Linked DNA regions of Mus musculus: region 2 is linked to region 1. The links are chromatin contacts, called in public Hi-C maps. All regions are on one chromosome and are shown on one strand. The core of a region is the stretch at or near the end of the contact, and the rest is flanking DNA. Distances in the headings are between cores, read along the strand shown.

Region 1 (3,305 bases), core at 340-2,839:
TTTTCTCCCCAGCTACAGGAGGAGGCCCCTGGTGCTGTCTCACAGTCTGGCTAGGATTTTGCTTTGCTTTGCTCAGTAAGAGGTTGCAGACTTGGTCTGTCACTCTTAGAGCAGAGGAAACCAAGGACCAGGGGTACAGATAAACTGTCCAGCGCCATACACTATATCAGACAGATAGAAGGATGGAGAGGAAGGGGCTCAGATGAGAAGGCAGGGAAGCCATGCTTGGCTCTGCTATCCAGAGCTGGGTGACACACACACACACACACACACACACACACACACTGCTGTTTTCGCATTCATCTACAGGAATTATAGTCTTTGTTTCACATGGTGGCTGTGAGGGTGGGCAATCATAAAGTCCTCTCTGCCCATCTTCCTTCCCCAGGAGTCAATGTTATATGAGCAAGACTACTCCAGGGTGGAGTGGAGCTTAGCTCAGCAGAAGAGGTTTTCCCAGACAGCCCTGGGCTCCCCTCCCAATGCCTTAGAAACTGAAACAAAACGACTTGACACAAACAATGGCCAGGTGAGGTGGTGGGAGCCTGTAGTCCCAGCACTGAGGGAAGGCTGAGACAGGAGGATTGTAAATCTGAGGCCAGCCTGGGCTACAATGAACTCAAGGGCAGCCTGGGCAACAGTGAACTCAAGGTCAGCCTGGACTACAGTGAACTCTAAGGCAGCGGAGGCCACACAGTGAGACGCTGTCTCAAAATCCACACATTGTGGAAAGGTCTGCGGCTGCTCTACAGTGCCTCTCATTTCCCAGCAGCCAGACTGGGAGTCCCCTGCCTCTGCACCACACCGCGTTCTTTCCTCAGGGTCTGCTCCGACTCTCCTCTGTTCCCCCTCAAACATCAAGGGACAAACCCCTTTCCCGTGAGTGGGAAGTGTTCTGGTTCCCCTAGAGCCAGCTTAAAGACAGTCCCGGCACCTGTGAGAGGTAAGGTGTGAGAATCGATTATAGATACAGCGTTATACACATACCCTCTACCTCTGAGGCTATGGCCCGAGAACAAGGGCTATGGCTTTTAGGAAGCTTGGGGATTGCGTTGAAGCCTGAAGATTGCTCAGCCAAGGCAGGAACAGATACCTGTCAGATGACCCTACCAGAGGGACTATGCTGCAGGTCCCTGTGAGGTGTATCCTGACCTGAGCCATCTCCACTTACCTGCAAGTAGTTATCCTCGCAGTAGTTGGCCACCCGTAGCAGGGCGCTGTGGTTGCCCCGCAGAGCCTCCCGGCCCGTGGGGATATCAAACTCCTGCAGCTGCTGTAACTGCTGCAGCTCCGCCATGGCTTGGCCTCGGTGGGGTTCCCTGGGGAGCCTGCTGGGTTTTGAGCCTCACCCTGCCCCTGATTGGCCGCTCTGCCTTCCCTCCCTCTGCTTTTGGTTTCCTCTGCGTGAGAGACTCAAACCTGCCTGTAAAGGGGTAGGCATGCTCATTCCGGGACAAGAGGAAGTCAGACCCTGGGCCCTGGGCCTGGGCCTCTCTGTACCCTGCTCAGGAGAAGGGGGAAACCAGGGGCCTGTTGGGGGCTCGGTCTCTCAATCTCACCAAGCAAAGGAAGCCAAGGTCGGGGCATCTGTGATTGCTCCCTGGTCCTGGAGAGGAAGCTAGTTGATGGGGGGATGGGGTAGTAGAGACAGGAGGAAGGGGCTGGCCTGCTATGGGGGTGGATTTTCCACTCATGGAAGAGGGGAGGAAAGGGCAGAGGGTGGGGGCTTCCTTGGGAAGCTTGGGATGAGTCACCACGGGATTGGGGAGTGGAGGGTGGATAGGATATGGAGATAAGTCATACTGGGGGGGGGGGGGTGGGGCTGGGCTGGCAGTACAGCTCCAGTGGTAAACAGCTCCCGCAGCAGCAAGAAGAATCAGGGTTAGACACCAGGAAGACACAGCTAGAGTTGCTGAATAACTGTGGGCAAGCCTGTGAAGGGTCAGGTAGGAAGTCCTGTGACCAGTATTTGTGCCTAATGATGGTAGGAGAAGGTGAAATTGACCAAATAACTAGTACAGGGACTCGGATCAGCAACAGGAAGGCCTTGGATGTGAGACAACACTGGTCCAGATGGATGTGTGGGCTGGAGGCAGCGCTGGTGAACAGAGCGCTGAGTGCGTTAACCAGGAGTTGGAAAGTCCAATGGTTCTGTCTTAAGCTTGAGTTCAAGGAGGTCCCAGATGTGAGTGGGGGGGATTTGATTCTGCATCTGGGATGGCTTTACAGAGCCCCTCCCCCTCCCAGTCTGTCATCCTCCTGGCAGAAGAGGAACCTCTCTAACCACACTGGTTCCTTAACATTTCCTCAAGAATGTCCCTTGCTATTGGACAAATGTCAGCCAGAGCTCTGCTAAATGTCATAGTGGTGTCAGGTGGTCCTGGGAGAGGCGAAGGGAAGGAGCAGGCTGTAAGGGGAGTGTCGGGGACTGAAGAGAAGGGAGTTCCACACTCCAGGGAGGACACGGAGGCCAAGAAGCAAAAGACATGGCATTAGGGTGGACACGGCCACTGGATACTAACTGTTGAGCATTGGAACTGAGGGTGTGTCTTTATGGAGTGAATGCAGAGTGAGCCTGAAGACCCTTGTGCAGTGAAATTATGGAACCCACTAATGGAAAGCACAGGGGGCTTCAGGAGGGAGAAAGCTAGGAGCTGTTGGCATGGGGAGGAGCAGGCTTGGAGCAGGCTTTGTGATGGAGAGAGACAGGCTAGTGGGGCAGTAGGCTAGAGGGAAGCTGTGGGGCGGGGAGAAGGGGTGTGGTCACTAAAGGAGAGAGGCTGATGGAGTTTGCTCCGGGGGCCCACAATGGAGATGGCCTGTTTTAGAACGTTAGTGTCTGCTGTGGATGAGCGGAGGACTGACTGGGAGGCTCAGCTAGAATCAGGACTTAGCACCCTGAGCTCATGATCAGCTTAGGCAGCAGAGATTTGGCTTTGCCAACCATCTGTTTCATCTGAAGATTTCTCAGCTGATGAGGCGCTAGGAAGTTCAAACACCATTGTGTCTGGGTCCTGGACCGGTGATCTGGAGAGAGCTCTAACAGGTAAGGAGGCCTTGGGGCACTGGGCTGGGATCTAGTTTTAGCATGACTCAGTTTAAGCACCAGGCTGGCTCTCTCATGGTTGCCTGGAGTTTTGATGGTAATAATGTTATTGTCGGAAATAAGAAGACGAAGAAATGTGCCCTGGTCACTAGGCTCCAGGCAGTACGAATGTTTTCCGTGCGTTATTGTCTTTTTTTATTTCATATGTATGAATGTTTGGCTTGCATGGATACACTGTACCACGTGTATCCCTGGTTCT
Region 2 (3,305 bases), core at 297-2,796, 800 kb after region 1:
GGCAGGAAGATCTTGAGTGAGGGGGCAGCCTGGGCTACATAGCAAGACACTGTCTCCATAAAATTGTATTTATAAAAGTGCTGAGCCAGGCAGTGGTGGCGCACGCCTTTAATCCCGGCACTCGGGAGGCAGAGGCAGGCGGATTTCTGAGTTCGAGGCCAGCCTGGTCTACAGAGTGGGTTCCAGGACAGCCAGGGCTACATAGAGAAACCTTGGAAAAAAAAAAGAATAAAAAGTGTGTGCTGCTTTTAGAAAATAATTTAAAGCTGGGTCTTTAGCTCAGTGGTAGAATGCCTGCCTAGCAAGTACAAGGGCTGAAGAAAATTAAAATAAAGAAGCTGGACATGACACTGTATGCTTGTAGTTCTAACGCTTGCTTTGGAAATGGAAACAGGAGGGTCCTCATGTGTCAGTCTAAGCTGCATAGTAAGTTCTGGGCTAGCCTGATCTATGGACCACATAACAAGAGCCTGTCTCAAAACTGATGAAACAAGGGCCAGCAAAGTGGCCCAGTGGGCAAAGCACCTGCCCAGAAACCTGATTTTTTGATCCTGGAAACTCACGTGGGAGGGGAGAACAGCTACCCCATAAGTAAATAAATAATAGACAAATGTGAAAATAGGATCAAAATTTAAAAATCAGAGTGTAGGATAAGCTTTATGAACACTTAAATTACTTTTGGGAAATGGTAAATATCTCTGAAATTCAAGAAGGACAGTTACTGTAGCCAACTGGGGAACTGTCTTCTCTCGTTGTATCCTGTGAGACTCTCAGAGCTGCCAATCATCCCTCGGGCAGGTGCTTCCACAAGAATGAAACTGTCTCCAAGAAGGACCGAGTCAAAGGGTCACACCTCCATCTGTGCCCAAATTCAGAAAGTGAAGGCTACACTCTTTCTCCAGCTCTGGCATAAACAAAGGGCTTTATTCCAAAACTGTGCTTACATTCTTCCTATATGTGCTCAGGGATCCAGAATCAAAGACAAATGAGGGGACTCCTCGTAGCCTCTAGGGAAGCTCTACGGCAGCCAGCGGTTCTCAGCCTTCCTGCGGCTGCGACCCTTTAATACAGTGCCTCGTGTTGTGGTGACCCCCCCCTCAACTGTAAAACTATTTCCATTGCTACTTCATAACTGTAATTTTTCTACTGTTATGAATCACACCGTAAACATCTGATATGCAGGATATCCAATATGTGACACCCCTCCCAAGGGGGTCACGACCCACAGGTTGAGAATCACTGCTCTTCAAGCCCACAATGCTCTTCAGCTCTTTTACTGTGTGCGCACGTGTAATCTTAAACAAACCCCCTGACCCATGTTCTCTGGGGTCACATCTTCCTCTAAGTGCATCTTCCTGGCCGTTGCTAAGCGTTTGGGTTCCCAAGCTTCCTTTAATACATACAACTGCCATCCGCACCAGCTTCCTTTCTTCCCATCCACTTCTGTTGGCTTTAACAGGAAGTCTACTTGCCTGGCCAGGCCCAGCTGTGAGCAGGGGCTTGAGTGAGAGGTATTTATGACCTGACAGGAAGCTGCAGCTAAAGATGAAGCTGACTGGTGGCTGTTAGCAGGAGAAGGAAGTGTTTATGACCCCATCTGCTGGTTTCAATAGGATAGACCTGCCTTTATGGCGTCAGCCTCCCCTTGTGACTTCCTTCCATTTGGGCAGTGATAGCTTATTTCAAGATGTTCCCACCCAACACGCGCTGTTGTCCCCTTTGTTTAGGGGGTGATGAGGAAGGAAAGACTTTGTTTCTGGAATGTGGGGATGGGGCAGTTTTGATGGTTTGTGACTCAAGCTGGAGAAAGGCTTCCTTGGAGCTGACTGTGTGGATCCAGGAAAGCCACCCGCATCCTGCTGCCTCTTTGACTGCTAACTACCATGAGAGCACGGCCATATTAATGCTGGCCGCTGTGGGGCGGTTAGGCTAAGCATTACCAAACCCTGTTTTAACTAGAGTGACGCTGGCTTGACTTCTTGGCCGGTGGGGAGAAAGAATAACTTTCATATAGTTAATTCCTTGCTTCTTAACTTTCATTTACCTTTCATACTTTCCTGCCTCTCAACTTTTTTCTTCTACAGAAAGAAACCCTTGAAGCCAACAGAGGCAGTATCTGCTCAGATCAAAACTCTTATAAACGTAATATAAGCAAGATTAACCCCTTCCTTATAGCCATCCAGGTTAGGAGTGTCTAGAGATGGCAATTCATTTGTGGAAGTGCCCAAAATGTAGGAGTTGTCTTATTACTCAACTGCTCACTCGCCGCTGAAACCTGTGTTTTCTGTATATTAATCAGACTTCCAGTTTACTGCAGAATGACTATCTTTCTTTGGTTTTATTTGTGCTTCCCCTAGGCCCATTAGTACAGATGAAATTTTATATTAAATTGCTCAAATAATCAACACAGTACGTGTAAATCAAAGTCTTTAGCTCCAGTGGCATTATTTGAGTGGGTATCGATGAATCAGTTCAATGTGATTTCTTTCCCCTGTTGCAAAACCAGGATTTCTTTCCTTTTAAAGATCCCATGTCTAAAACATGGTGTTTGCTAAATTTCATTCTCTCTCTCTCTCTCTCTCTCTCTCACACACACACACACACACACACGAGAGAGAGAGAGAGAGAGAGATTCATGAGTTTGTCTGATTTACAGAATAGAAGGGGAAACTTTTTGTTTGAAGTTAAATCACCCCCTACTGAGCTTACGTGTGTCCTTTAGATCCTATCTTCAGCCAGGCAGTGGTGGCGCACGACTTTAATCTCAGCACTAGAGAATCAGAGGCAGGTGGACTTCTGTGTGTACAGAGTAAGCTCTAAGATCCTATCTTCATTTTCACTGGGAGCAGGGAGAGGTTGGAAGGTGAGAGAACAAGGTGGCCTGGGCACCTCCAGCGAACTCCACAGTAATATTTTTAAATGGAAGACACTGCAGTTGAGTTGTATGAATGAGTTTCAGCTCTGTAACTGACTACCTGACGACTGGGAGGTTACAGTGTACGACCAGCTACACTTTGCAGTAGCGCTCAGGTAGAGGCAATTCTCAAAGTGGGACTCTTGGGTGGTCATGTCCCCTCCATGCTCTTAATACCGACACTGCACTAAGAGCCTTGTGAGAACACAAATACCGTAATGCAAGAGCTGAGCCTTGATTTTCTACCAACAGAAGTTCCTCCAATACATATGCTAAGCTTGTTTCCCAGGCCTTGTAATGTTGAATAGACCAGGGAGTCCAGTCCCACATTTATCCAGTACACTCCCTGACAACAGAGTGTAAGCCAATCCCACCTGCACCTCCCTGAGAC

The links. A called contact is a pair of places that touch in the nucleus more often than the background predicts.
Region 2: a Hi-C map of pre-B cells shows a contact between it and region 1, with 6 times the contacts expected there. The contact joins the enhancer-like site here to the promoter of Abi3 in region 1. A contact is called at or near these places in 2 of 39 promoter capture datasets (both in the C10 cell line), 2 of 484 Hi-C or Micro-C datasets (the C10 cell line and pre-B cells) and 1 of 115 datasets of contacts at active chromatin or transcription factors (embryonic forebrain).

What each region holds. Positions count from the first base shown.
Region 1 is chr11:95,840,850-95,844,154 of GRCm38.p6, forward strand. It overlaps Abi3 (ABI gene family, member 3), which reads right to left and starts at 1,590. Exons shown (of 8, transcript NM_025659.4): 1 at 1,172-1,590. The coding sequence starts at 1,297. Gngt2 (guanine nucleotide binding protein (G protein), gamma transducing activity polypeptide 2) reads left to right here and starts at 1,819. Exons shown (of 4, transcript NM_001038664.2): 1 at 1,819-1,946; 2 at 2,963-3,046.
Region 2 is chr11:96,641,100-96,644,404 of GRCm38.p6, forward strand. All of the region lies in intron 4 of Skap1 (src family associated phosphoprotein 1), which reads left to right. Among named protein-coding and RNA genes, the nearest start is that of Gm38960, 100 kb to the left of the region's middle. Within about 2 kb of position 1,547, at least 46 of the 459 cell types and tissues checked have an H3K27ac peak or open chromatin away from gene starts, as enhancers often do. A contact at or near this core is called in pre-B cells, where this site is marked.